Linked DNA regions of Mus musculus: region 2 is linked to region 1. The links are chromatin contacts, called in public Hi-C maps. All regions are on one chromosome and are shown on one strand. Each heading gives the region's core, a stretch centred on a gene start, on an enhancer-like site or on the middle of the called end of the contact. The rest is flanking DNA. Distances are from core to core; before and after follow the strand shown. Region 1 holds the start of Slc16a10 (solute carrier family 16 (monocarboxylic acid transporters), member 10). Region 2 overlaps Rpf2 (ribosome production factor 2 homolog).

Region 1 (6,986 bases), core at 1,366-3,865:
GTATGGAAGCACTACTCTACCAACTGAGCTAAGCCCCTAGCTTTTCAGAGGTTTAGCCCCAGAAGCATTGTATAAACATTAAATGATCAGATTCGCTGAGTGTTATCTAGCCAGAGCAGTTAAAAACCTAATTCCTTAAGTCAGACAAACCCAAGACTGAATCTTGCTCACAGCCGAAATTCACGTGAGCCCAGATTTCCATGTCTGTAGAGGAAGCCTGTGTCACAGAACTGCCTAAAGATGGAAATAGTGTTCATGAGGGAAGGACTCAGCCTCAGAAGCATCAGGAACTGTGTGGAATCATCCTGTTTGCTATTGGGTCTTCACATCTGTCCTGCAGTGGCACAAAAGGCTTACCTTCCTCCAGCTAAAACTAACAATCGGTGCCTAACCCTTGATCTGCCCAACACAGCAACTTCAACAGTCACTTTAGGAACAGAAATTCCCCATCAAGTATGATACATCATTATTCACATAGAAGAGGGGACAATAATACTTAATACAGAAGTTTTAGAATGCAACCTAAATGTCCAAGAGTGCATAGCCGAGCAAGGGTGGCACACGCCTTTAATCCCAGCACTTGGGAGGCAGAAGTTCGAGGCCAGCCTGCCTACAAAGTGAGTTCCAGGACAGCCAGGGCTACACAGAGAAACCCTGTCTCAGAAAAAAAAAAAAAAATGCATAAAGTACAATACATTACAATATATTCAGATGATGAGAAATCGCTTTAAATGTAGAGGACTGGTGCAGCCCTTGAGCAGCATGCCCAAGGCCCGGTTCCATCCCTGGCACTGAAGGAAGAAATGAATGAAAGAGAAAGGGATTTTTCTCCTCCACCCCATCTTAACCTTCCAATTTATAATTACAATCCTGTTTATTTTATGTGTACACCAAAAATCTAAGCAATACACACTGTAAAAACAGAAACTAAAGGGGTTTTTACATGACTGTAATCCCATCACTTGAGAAGCAGAAGCAAGTCTCTGTGAATCTGAGGACAGCCTGTCCTACATAGTGAGTTCTAGGCCAGCCAGAATTAAATAGTGAGACCCTGCTGTAGTTTTTAAAAGACTATTATTGCCCAGTATGGTGCAGAATGTTCTTATAATCCCAACTGAGCCAAGAGGATCTTGAGTTCAAGGCCAGGCTGAGCAGAGTGAAACACAGAAATTATTGATCTTATTAAGTTTCCCAAAAGGCAGCAGTGGCCCGATTTAGCAAAGAGACTCTCAGTCTCCAAGTCAGGCGATGAGGTCTATCTTTATTCTGGTCCTCACTAAAACACTTCATTTCCCTGACTTTCCATTTTCTCACCCAAGCAGAGCTGACAACACCTGCCCGGCAGCATGAGATGAAATAATGGGGGAAATGTTATGCAGACGGTCCTAGACTTGACTTTTGCATAATCAGTCAGAAAGCATTTGACAAAAATGCGGAGTCTGCACCTTTTGCATTTTATTTCCACAAGGCAAAAAAAACGTCAACATAACAGAAGGTCCAACCCCTTATCTTCCTCTTACCATCCCACGTGGCTGCCTCCTATGCTGTCTAAATATAGTAGAGCGTGCAGAGAGACAACCGACTACCACTTTTAATGGGCTGCCTTTGGGACTCCCTGTGACCTTGGGATCCACTTTTCCATTTTGCCAATCTCCCGTCCTGGCCTGCGCTGCATCTACCCAAACACACCTTTCCTTCTGCAGCATGGCAGGCAGATAACCACACCACCGTGGCGGTCACAAAGCAGACTGTAAAAGTGATAATGCAGTGTTGTTGGTGCTGGAACGTTCAGTTTATTTCCCACCACTAAGAGGAAAGTACTGTGGATTCTTGGCGCCCACTGTGCAGAAAGGAGGAGTCCAAAGCCTCAGGCAGGTACAACTCTGCAACTTGCTTGCCTTTGGGTTCCATACAAAACTGGCAGAGGGAAGCCCCAAGCTGCAGGTTGCAAGTGAGACGGGTCAGGCTCAAAGCTCACACCCTCCCAACACAAGAGGACGCACCAAAAGCTCCCATTTCCCACCCCGCATGCCCTCCTCCCCTCGGCCCGCAGCAACGTCCCACCTGTCTTGAAGGCCATGTTGTCATCGTCCTTGGCCTTGAAGGTGTCCAGCATGGACACGAAGAGCACCCCGTAGGCGTTCTGGATGCCAAACACCGACCCGTTGCACCACATGGCCGCCAGCATCACCAACCAGCCCCAGCCGCCCTCGGGGGGAACGGGGGGCTCACTGCCCGCTGACCTCGTCAGCTCCACCTCCACTTTCTCTGCGGCCACGTCGGAGACATCCGAGGGTCCCGGGCCGGGCAGCGGAGCGTCATCCGAGGGCGCGGGCCCGGGCGGCTGCGCCTCGTTCGTCTCCCGCTCGGCGGCGGGCTCCTCCTGGGACGGCACCATGTCCCGAGGCGGCCCCGTCGGGCACCGAGAAAGCTTGCGGGCGCAAGGTCCCGGGGTGGCTCGCGGAGCCTGGGACAGCCGCGCGGACGGAGGAGGGAGGCCGAGGCGAGGACACTGGAGCCGCGGGCAGGCGGGCGGGCGGGCGGGCGAGAGGCGCACACCGCAGACACCGCCTAAGGCGGCCAGAGGACTTGACACACCGGCTGCCCCTCGCGCCTGATTACGCCGGCCTCCAGCCGCCTCTTAAAAGCGCCCCTCCGCCCTCCCGCACCGCCTAGGGGCGTGGCCACCAGAGGGCCTTACACCCTGAGCCCACAGGTGATTGGGCATCCGCAAGCGGAGGCTCCGCCCCGTGAGGGGTGTCCAATGACCGCCCGCGCGCGCGCGCTTGAAGGCGTGCCGCCAAATTAGCTACCTCCAGGAGTAATGTCACCTCCTCTCAGCATTAACCTTAGAAGTTCTTGGGGAGCGTCTCCTACGTGTGGCCTGCGAAGGTGATCAATCGATCAGGTAATGCTTACCCTCACTGGAATAGAGAGTCACAAATGACAGTTTAAATTTCATATTTGTTGTCCCTTTTGTGCTAGTTATAATATAAAAGATTCCTTATGCCACGTACCTACTTAAAAGGCAATTCAGGAATCAGAGACCTTGTTTAATTACTCCAATTCCGCGAACATACAGTTTGTTTTGAATACTTGGCACAATGAAGATGCTCATTTTGGAAGACAGACTGTGATTCTAAATTTTTCAACTAACAAACATTTTTGACGGGCAGCTAGAAAGCAATACTTTTAAACTTCACAAGTTGTCCTCACACTAAATAAAGAACCAACACTTATATTCAATTCCTCTGCCCCCTGAAGCATCTTATTCTGATGTATCTTCTTAATTTCTCAGATATTTAGATTACTCACTCCAAACAAAATCAAAATATGCTAGTTACTTAAGCACCAGTGTGGTGGGTTATACAATAACTGTGATTATCACATTCTTGCTTCTCTCTGTCCTAAACTAGTAAGTAAAAACAGTCCAGAAATAGAAAGTGGGGTGCAATAGGGTTAAACACTGGGACATCAGCTAGGAGGTAGGAGCACAAGCCTTGTATCCCAGTACTCCGGAAGCAGAGGCAGGCAGATCTCTGAGTTCTGGGCCAGTCTGGTCTACAGAGTGAGTTCCTGGACAGTCAAAGCTACACAGAGAAACCCTGTCTTGAAACCAACTACCCCCATACCCCCACCCCACCCCCCAAAAAAGGATAGTATGTAAGAAAGTAAGTTTGAGCTGAGCTATGATTAGCCACATGGTTCTGTGGACAAGGACAAGCAAAGAGCCTTCCAGCCAAAGAAACAGAGAAGAAACCAAAGACAGGGGAGGGTCCAGAGGAGTGTTCTGGGAATACAGGGCAATGTGGGTGCTTTAGAGATTAAGTTAAAATAGCACAATAGCTTGGATATATATTACCCCTCAAATTCTTTTGGTGTCTTAGTCACTGTCTATTGCTGTGAAGAGACACTGTGACCAAGGTAACTCTTTTTTTACAAAAAGCATTTAATTGGGGGCTTTCTTACAGTTTCAGAGATTTAGTCCATTATCATCAAGGTAGGGAGCTGTAATGGTTTGTATATGCTCAACCTAGGGAATGGCACTATTAGAAGATGTGGCCCTGTTGGAGTAAGTGTGCCACTGTGAGTATGGGCATTAAAACCCCTCATCCTAGCTGCCTAGAAGTCAGTATTCTACTGGCAGCCTTCAGATGAAGATGTAGAACTCTCAGCTCCTCCTGTGCCATGCCTACCTGGATGCTGCCATGTTCCCACCTTGGTGATAAAGGACTGAACCTCTGAACCTCTAAGCCAGCCCCTAAATGTCATCCTTATAAGAGTTGCCTTGGTTATGGTGTCTGCTCACAGCAGTAAAACCCTAACTAAGATGGTATCTCCTCATAGCAATGAAACCCAAACTCAGACACAGGGGATTGGACACTTTCTGATGCATTTAGGCAAATCACTCATATATAAATAAACTAAAATAAAATAAAATAAAAGAGAAAATTAAAAATAAATTAATAAATTGAATATACAAAGTTCTGAACTGCTGAATCTGTGGCAGTGAGATTCCAGTTATGCTACATGTAAGTGCAGTTTCTAGCTATGTCACATAATACAGTCTGGTTTGATGTCATCTTAATCACCACTTGAAAACAAACAGCCAAATGTAGCCTTGAGATAATTCAATGGCTATGGAGAAATTTCTAAAACATAATCTTTTTGAGATATACTCTACGAATTATAAACTCAGAATAGCACTGTAATAACAATTATTTGGTAGGATTGTTCATGAACACCTGTAGTTTAATATAATTTACCCAGAGAGAGAGACGCACACACACAAACACACCACCTAAACACGTTGAACTAAAAACACATGCAGGAAGACCATGGGTGATGGTGTGAACTTCTGATCCCAGTACTTTGGAAGAAAAGGCAAACAGATCTCTGTGAATTCAAGGCTAGCCTGGTCTATATAGTGAGTTCCAGGACAGTAACAGCTAGAGCTATGTAGAGAGACCCTATCTTAAAATTTATCAATTATTAATTAATTAATTAATTAATTAATTAAAGTACACATAGGGCTGGAGCTATAGATTAGTTGAATAACTGTTGGAAATCACAACAGTTGTGTGAAGCCCAATATTCAATCTCCAGCACCATAAAACAAAAATTCTTGAAAAATCAAAAACAGTGCACGGAATGGCTGAAATGTAGAGTATGTGCTCTGCTTGTTTGAAGTCCTGGGTTCAAGCAAAACAAAACTTTACAAAGCTGGGGATATCGTCTGTTGCTTAGAATACATGAGGCCCTAGGTTCAACCCTCACATTGGGAAAAAATTGTAATGGCTCAGCCTTAACCAGTGGGCTAGTGCCTGCTATGGGGGAGGGTTCCTGATAACAGGATGACTCATACCCCTCCCCTCCCCTCCCCTCCCCTCCCCATCTCTTAGGTGATGCAAGGATGAACATGTGCTATCTTGTGCTTCTGTCCTCTGACTAGGGATGAAATAGCAAAAAGATTCACACTAGATGCTGGCTTCTCACTCTTGGTTTTCTTAGATCCAAATCTATAAATAAATTTTTGTCCTTTACAACTAAATATGCTTTTAGAGCAGTATAAAAGCATTAGGTTTCTTCCTTTTTCTCTTTTTCTAAACAATGAAACGTTTTTTCCAATGTGAGGGTTGAACATAGGGCCTCACATATCTAATCCCCAGCTTCTTTTTTTTTTAAAGATTTATTTATTTATTATATGTAAGTACACTGTAGCTGACTTCAGACACTCCAGAAGAGGGAATCAGATCTCGTTACAGATGGTTGTGAGCCATCATGTGGTTGCTGGGATTTGAACTCCGGACCTTTAGAAGAGCAGTCGGGTGCTCTTACCCACTGAGCCATCTCACCAGCCCTAATCCCCAGTTTCTTAAAAGCGTTTTTATTTTGAAGCAGGATCTTGGTAAGTATCTTGATCATTTTTCTATTGCTGTGAAGAGACACCATGATCACTGAGACAGCTCTTATAAATGAAAATATTTAACTTGAGCTGGCTTATAGTTTTAGAGGTTTAGGCCATTGCCATCAATGGAATATTTTATGGAATACTCTTAATGGTTTTCAATATGTTTTTTTTTTTTTTTTTGAGACAGGATCACACTGTGTAGTCCTGGATGCCCTGGAACTCACTATGGAAAGCAGGGTGGATATCAAACGGTAGAGATCTGCCTGCCTCTGCCTTCCAAGTGCTGTAATCAAAGGTGTATACTACACAGAGCAGATGTATTTTTTTATAGTTACAAAGGTGATCCAATCTTGTTATAGCAGATAACATAAAAAGCAATAAAGGTAAACTATTTATTACAGAACCACTCCAGTATCCTTATTTAATCTTTTTTTAAAAAAATTATGTATCCATGAGAAATACAGCAGCCATTTTATAAATAACCTAGTAATGTACACCCCTGATAAAACAGTATAGTATTGACTCTTGGTTCCAAATTATAATTGCTGTGTTCAGATTAATGGGAGAAATATGAAAATGCCTGATGTGTTGAGATCGTGGCTCAGTTTGTGAATAGTTTTCCTAGCAAGCATAAAACCCTGGCTCAATCCCCAGCACAGCACAGAGGATCTAATGGTGAAACGCCTGTGATCCCTGCACTTGGAATGTAGAGTTCAAAGTCATCCTCAGGTACACCAGAAGTTCAAGATCAGCCAGGACACAGGAGACCCTGTTGGTGGTGGGAGCTGTAAAGTTGAGGATGCTTTAACTGAGTGTGGTAGTAATCTGCAGTCCCAGAAGTGGAAGGCAGAGGTAAAGGGATCAAGAGTGGGAGACCAGCTTTGGCTATGTTGGAAGATCAGCTCCAAAAAAAAAAAAAGAAAGAAAAAAAAAGAATGCTGAGGGGGGTCAAGGGTACTTGAAACCATTTATTAACTAGGAACTTCTAGTAAAGATGGCTGCAGGCCATCTTCAAAGGTCCTTGTTCTCAACTCTCTAATCAGGAAACACAGCTATCTACCAATTACCACCTAAT
Region 2 (6,986 bases), core at 2,138-4,637, 90 kb after region 1:
ATAGACTGGCATATAATCCAATAGTAAAAGCCTTGCCTGACATACATAAGGTCCTGCATTCATCCCCAGAACCACAGTAAGAAGAATAAACAAGTATTTGAGATTCACTGTACACCAGAAAAGAACCCTGCAGTCCTCTATTAACCTTTCCCTACTGATTCTCTTTCCTGTCACACGATGCATAAGAACACACCCGAAGGCTCTGTCAGCTGGTGGTGGCCCAGCCATTTTGCTGTGTAAATATGAACTGAGGAGATCATGTGATGACACTGTACAAAGTATGAGCTGCTATCCCTGTATCTCATTTAGCATGTGCCACAGTCTAGTGGCCACAGTAAGGCAGTGGCCTTATATAATACTTATACTGAAAACCCAAGTTCCCCCGATGACCTCTTACTGCATCTCTCACAGCCCTGCTCTGCCCAAGGTTTCTTTTCTAGTTTTGCTCCTTTCCCTCCCTTCATGCCACTAAGACAATGAGAAACCAGCATGCGATTGCATGCACATAGACACACAACCATTTAAAGGGTAGCTTAGCCTTGAACAAAACACATTATTGAAGTTTAAAAAGTACTGAGCAACAGAAATGGATCTTGGGGCTATCTATCAAAAAGGAAGTTCTTGTGCTGTGAATGGAAGCCCAGGGTGAGCATCTTACTTAACAAGGAAGTAAAGAACAGAAAACAGGAACAATACATTTCATAAGGGACATGTTTAATTTTCTTTTCTTTGAAAATTTTGTGGTATGTCATGAACCCAAGGCCTTGTGAATGTATGGCAAATACTCTGACAGCTGTTTTTGTTTGTTTGTTTAAGAGACAAGGTCTCTATTTATACCATTGGCTAGCCTAAAACTCGCTATATAGATGGGGTTGGCCTAAAATTCAGAGCTCCACCTGCCTCTGCTTCTGAAGTGCTAGGATTAAAGGCACACCACCAGGCTGGAGAGATGGCTCAGCAGTTAAGACAGCTCTTCGGGAGGTCCTGAGTTCAAATCCCAGCAGCCACATAGTGGCTCACAACTAACCATAATGAAATCTGATGCCCTCTTCTGGTGTGTCTGAAGAAAGCCACTGTGTACTTACATATAATAAAAAATAAATCTTTGAGCCAGAGTGAGGGGGGCCAGAGCGAGCAGAGGTCCTGAGTTTAATTTCCAGCAACCACATGATGGCTCACAACCATCTGTAGAGCTGCAGTGTATTCATATACTAAAAATAAAATAAATAAATCTTTTAAAAAAGGGGGGGACACACCACCACCATACCTGGCTGGTGTGTGTGTGTTTAGATTTATTTTTGTTTTACTTTATGTGTATAAGTGTTTGCTTACATGTAGTCATGTGTACCACATGCATGTGGAGACCAGAAGAGAGTGTCAGATCTCCTGGACTAGAGGTACTGGTGAGCCACCATGTGAGTACTAACAAACCCTGACCTTTCACAAAAGCAGCAGGACTCTAAATGGCAGAGCTCTCTCTCCAGCACATTTCTGTTTCCTCAGACAGTCGCTTACAGCCCAGCCTGCCTCTAACCCTCAGATGCTGATACTCCTGCAGATCTGAATTAGGTCAAGTTCAACTGTTCCTAGTCATAAACCAAACACAATGCTATGATTAGTAACCTTCTGAGAGAGAATAAGGGCAGCTCTTCAAAACTTAAAAGATGACTTGTAGCTGGACATGGTAGCACACACCTTTACTCCAGCAATCAGGAGGCACAGGCAGATTGATCTCTGAGTTTCAAGGCCAGACTGAGCTACACAGCAAGTTCCAGGCCAGCCAGGGATATAGGAGGCCAGTCTAACAACCAAACTAAAACAGAAGAACGAGCATGGCTCACTAAGAGTTAAGTCCTCTATTGGCAAAAGAGCGCAGGTGTGCTTCCACGAACAAGGCCCTGAGCTCCCAAAGGGAAATAACAGCCTGAGATGGTCTGTGTGTGGCCAGAGTCCCCAGTACAGAGCAAAGGAAAACGCCCAGCACTTCACATGGACTGGATGGGCTCAGACAGGTTTCCTAGAGAAGAACCCGAGAGAGTGCTAGGAATGTGGTAAGGAAGGATGAAGCTAGCTGGGATGGCAGCCTTCCTCTTAGCACGCTGAAGAATATAAGGCCAGTGTGAGCTACAGCAAGAAGCTGCCTAAACCAACCAATAAACACACACAAAGCGTGACTCCAGAAAACGTAAGAGGAACAGTTACAGCTAACTTACTTTCTGTCTTTCCTTCCTTGCCTGCTTGCTTGCTTTTTGTTTTTCAACAGGGTTTCTCTGGGAAGGGTTTGTTGGATGTCCTAGAGCTCACTCTGTAGACCAGACTGGCTTCAAACCCAGAGATCTGCCTGCCTACAGGAATGGTCCACCACTGCCCAGCTGTAACATATTTTCAACAAACCAGTTCTTTAAAGAAGAAATTGGGGGTCTGAAGAAATGGCTCCCATAGTAAGATCATAACTCTACCAGAGGACCTGGGTTTGATTCCCAGCACCTGCATGGCTGCTCCCATCTGTCTGTAATTCCATTCCCAGGGTATCTGATGTTGTACTCTTTGGCCTCCACCAGCATGAGACATGTATATAATGCACAAACATACATGCAGACAAAACACCCACAAATTATATAAAACAATCTTTTAAAAGATACTAAAGAAAACAAGTTACAATAAACTGACTCACTAAGTTATTATAAGCTAACTCACTCCCTACTGTGCTTTGCAGATAACATTTTAAAAGCATGTTATACGGTACTTATATTATGAAGGGCATTATATACAAAACTTTGGGATTTCAGAGTTGGGAATTAATGATATTTTACAATCTTAAGTTTTAACTGACCACAGATTTCTAAATGTAACTCCACAATGCCAGTTATGAGGGCATAGGGCTGCGCTCTACACAAGGCTTTAGAACAAACAGACTTGAGATTCCTATACCACCAAACTCATCACAGCTGTGAGACGGCTCAGCAGGCTACAATGCTTGCCACCAAGCCAACCTGTATTTAATCCCTGTGACCCATATGGTGGAGTACCAACTCAACATGAGCGTGCCCCAGCCCCCACATACAAACAAAAATGTAATTAAAAAAACAAACAAACAAAAAACCAATACCCTACAAAGTCTAGCATCCCATTAACTAGGAAATAACTAAGTACTTTCTGGCTGGGAAAATGACAGATAGGGTTGGGCACAGGTGCAGTCCTGTGATCCCAGGACTCAGAAGGCAGAGATCAGAAACGGAGCTGTGGAAGGAGTGTGGAGAGGCTGGGCCTGCCCAGGTAGAGGAGCCCTAGACACCACACGCAGAGCTTGCCAGGCCACTCTAGAACAAGTTTAGAAGACGACAACGCTGAGAGCTTTCAGCAGGAACACAGATTGTCCACGGTACAGGAAGTGGGCAGGAGGCCGTTAGCATGACAGCTGACAGCCAGGCAGGCTGCTCTGCCCTCAGAACCTGAGTGAGGGGGAGCAATGAAGAACTATCTTGCTTGGTGGAGAGGCTTTAAGACAAGAGAATGAGGTGGAGTGGCATGGCCCCTTAGCCCCGGCATTCAGGAAGAGAGGCAGTTAGTTCCCTGAGTTTGAGGCCAGCCTGGTCTCAACAAACTATAGAGTTCCAGGACAGCCAGGATGCAGAGAAATCCAGTCTTAAAACAAACAAACAAAGCGAGAAACAAAAGCAAAAAATACCACTCATCCAGAGTCCAGGGAGAAGGAGCATAAAGATATGATGAGAGTTTACAGTCTGCTCAGAAAAACAATGTGAACAAGATTAACCACACAGAAAAGGCAGATCTCAAAAACAGCAATTGTTAACAAGGTGAGTTCTACTAGCACTTACCAATAAGAAGATTTTTTAATCTTCTGAAGTCTTCTGTTACATCAAAATCATCACCAGCAAATATCAACATCGGTTTTGTTCCCTCGGGGCACTTACTAGTCTATGAGATTAAAGACAAAACAAACAAGTGTAATTATATAAGTACCAAAATCTAGAGAATCTATGCTATTTTTAAGATAGTCAATATGTATTAAAACAATCTCAAAATTTTTACACATATGCTATCTCATTCTTGTTGCTACATCCACAACTGAGGATCAAGACAGTAACTGATCCGGTAAATCAGTGTCACGTTATGCCTTGAATCCACACGTCCATCCAGTGTGAGACCTTTGAGCTTTGGAAGCAGGAGTTGCTGACCACACAGGGAGTTGGTAAAAGCCTTTTTCCAACCCACAGGAAAAGGACATTTAGTTATACTAGACCTTCAAGGTCTGTCCCCTTTTTAGAGGAGAGCTGAAGAGATGAACAATATGCATATACTATAACACAATATTATAATATATAATATAGTATACTATAATTTAACACATATCACAAGCCTTGAAAATGCACCAGCTCAGCTGGGCACAGTGCATCATGCCTGTCACCCCAGCACTTTTGGGAAGTAGAAGCAGAAAGATCAGAAGTTCAAACTCAGCCCTGGTCACATAGCAAGTCTGAATCCAGCCTGGGTTAATTAAAACCCTTCTTAATGCAGGCAACACACAAAACCCCCACTGAGTTATATAACTTTCCATTACACACACTATTTTTTCTCTCTATGCTCTTAAACCTAATCTTGAGTTTTACCTACCACATGTATGTTACCATATGTTAAACAATGAAACCCCTTTGGGCTTCAATCACCCAATGTAAATGGAAAACTGGGCCTGATGGCGGTCAGATGACGGGCCTTTAATCCCAGCACTTGGATGGCAGAGGTAGGGAGCTCCAGGACAGCCAAAGCTCATAGTGAGCCCTGTCTCAAAAACAGAGACAAACAGAAACCCCACCAGCCAGGGAAACTGCCTTGATCTCACACCTGTAAGGTGACGGCAACGTTTGACAGGACAATCTGAAGTGACACTCTTGCAGCCTTTCTAGGCTGTCTTACCACACCTTGCTACTTCCTACTTCACAATCCTATTCAAACAAGTAGTACACTGTAGGTTCCCAAGGGAGGTTATGCTAGTAATTTGGCAACTAATAACCAAAACAATATAGGGGCAGCCAGAGGTTTTTGGTCATAGAACAGTGCCCAAGTTGAAAACTTCAGATTGTGAATAAATGTTACCACTTATGAAAGACAGCATTTAAACCATGAGCCTAACTAGGAATGGATCGCTACGCTCCCGAGTTTAACTTCATAAGATCCATGTACTTACTATATATTACATATAAAAGAAAATTCATTCCTCTTTTGTTTGTTTTGGTTTTTGTTGTTGCTTGTTTTTTTGTTGTTGTTGTTGCTTGTTTTTTGAAACAGGGTTTCTCTCTGTAGACCAGGCTGGCCTTGAACTCGAGATCTACCCGCCTCTGTCTCCCAAGCGTTTTGACTACAGGTGTGGGCCACACTGCCCAGCCTACATGTCCTCTTTTTAAAATAAAGGTAAAACTGTAATTCTGCATGAAGTTTCTTTCACTATTCTATCAGTACTTCTTCACCACAAGATGCTAATTTTGGCCAAGAACATTTAAAAAATACTATTAAGTTTTATGATCAGTATCTTACCTTAATATCTTTTAGAGACACAAATTTCTCAATACCTAATTCAATCATATCCAGCACATGGTAGTCATACATACGACCTAAAAGCAAATACATTTTTAAGCACATAGGTTTTCACATTTACCTTTTGTTATCTATAAGGCTTCAAATTACCTGTGTCTTCTGTCTCTCTGAACTCACACACTCCCTTAAACTTTGATATCTACTTAGGTGTGCTATTGGGATGTTAGTCAGGAAAAGCTGACAACACTCTCACGAAGAGCACAACTCCTTGTTTTTTTTTTTTTAAACAGACTAAATGGGGAACTGAGTGTGGCGGCTGAGCACCTACAATCCCAGCACTGGAGAGGCAGGAGAATGGAGTTCAAACTCAACCTGGGCTATAAAACTAATCCTGGGCCAGCCTGGAGATAAAGATTCTACTCAAAAATAATTAAATGAACTAAAAAGAAGTGTAGCGGCCGGGCGTGGTGGCACACGCCTTTAATCCCAGCACTTGGGAGGCAGAGGCAGGCGGATTTCTGAGTTCGAGGCCAGCCTGGTCTACAGAGTGAGTTCCAGGACAGCCAGGGCTACACAGAGAAACCCTGTCTCGAGAAAAAAAAAAAAAAAAAAGAAGTGCAGCTCAGTATACCAGGAGTGTTCAGCATGCATTAGGCTTGGGATGAAACCTTAACAAAAACATCTACCCTCAAAGAACAAGATACAGGAAGACAACAGAGAGTGAAGGAGTCGCCTACGACAGAACATGTTAGATAGAAACGCTGTGTATCAGTGACGGAGATGGCTCAGTGGGTAATAGTATTTCCTGCTCTTCTGAGGACCTGAGTTTGGTTCCCAGCACAATTACAGTGTCATAACTGACTGTAATTTCATGTGATTTGTGCATATACAAACACACATAGAATAAATAAAACTGCACTTCCTGTTTAAAAACTGGAACTGGTCTCCAAAGATGTTAGCAATGATGCCCTAAGATTACTAACCAAGAACTAGTTCATATTCTTTCTCACTTCCCAGGGATGGCAGGGTAATACTGATGTCTACCACTGAGGCAGACCCCAGTCCAACGTCACAAGGCTAAAGCAGCAACAGAAAACATGGGGCCTGCCAATGGCTTGTAAGTTCTGAAAACATCTATCTGAATCACAGAGCTGACTCTACCAACCCAAACACTGAAGAGTGCTGGCAAATGCCATGAACTCCAGCACTCTGAGGCAGGGGCATCTACTGAGTTGTAGGCATGCCAGAGCTACATTATAAGACCTTGTCTCAACCTAAAACCGAGAGAGGATGGTACTCACCTATTACTAGGTTATTTGGCCTCTTCTTGTTATGGGAGCCAAACATGAATAAAGAGCAGTCTGACTTCTTTGAAAAGAACTCCTACAAAATAAGAAGAAAAGCCCTTGAAGAATTTCAGCCTGGCCAGCTGT

What was found. Hi-C and Micro-C count contacts between places; a contact is called where the count stands out from the background.
Region 2: a contact with region 1 is called in a Hi-C map of the G1E-ER4 cell line, with 2.2 times the contacts expected there. The contact joins the enhancer-like site here to the promoter of Slc16a10 in region 1. A contact is called at or near these places in 9 of 39 promoter capture datasets (the 3T3-L1 cell line, 3T3-L1-derived adipocytes, the HPC-7 cell line and 5 more), 1 of 15 datasets of contacts at CTCF or cohesin (the NIH/3T3 cell line), 5 of 484 Hi-C or Micro-C datasets (the G1E-ER4 cell line, double positive thymocytes, granulocyte-monocyte progenitors and 1 more), 5 of 115 datasets of contacts at active chromatin or transcription factors (the SCID.adh cell line, double positive thymocytes, effector CD8 T cells and 2 more) and 4 of 9 other capture datasets (adipose tissue, embryonic stem cells, liver and 1 more).

The regions. Positions count from the first base shown.
Region 1 is chr10:40,139,639-40,146,624 of GRCm38.p6, forward strand. It overlaps Slc16a10 (solute carrier family 16 (monocarboxylic acid transporters), member 10), which reads right to left and starts at 2,616. Exons shown (of 6, transcript NM_001114332.1): 1 at 2,065-2,616. The coding sequence starts at 2,398.
Region 2 is chr10:40,229,269-40,236,254 of GRCm38.p6, forward strand. Rpf2 (ribosome production factor 2 homolog) reads right to left here. Exons shown (of 10, transcript NM_023323.3): 5 at 6,855-6,936; 6 at 5,554-5,630; 7 at 3,840-3,939. Among named protein-coding and RNA genes, the nearest start is that of Rpf2, 14 kb to the right of the region's middle. Within about 2 kb of position 3,388, at least 58 of the 459 cell types and tissues checked have an H3K27ac peak or open chromatin away from gene starts, as enhancers often do. A contact at or near this core is called in the G1E-ER4 cell line, the HPC-7 cell line, the SCID.adh cell line and 3 more, where this site is marked.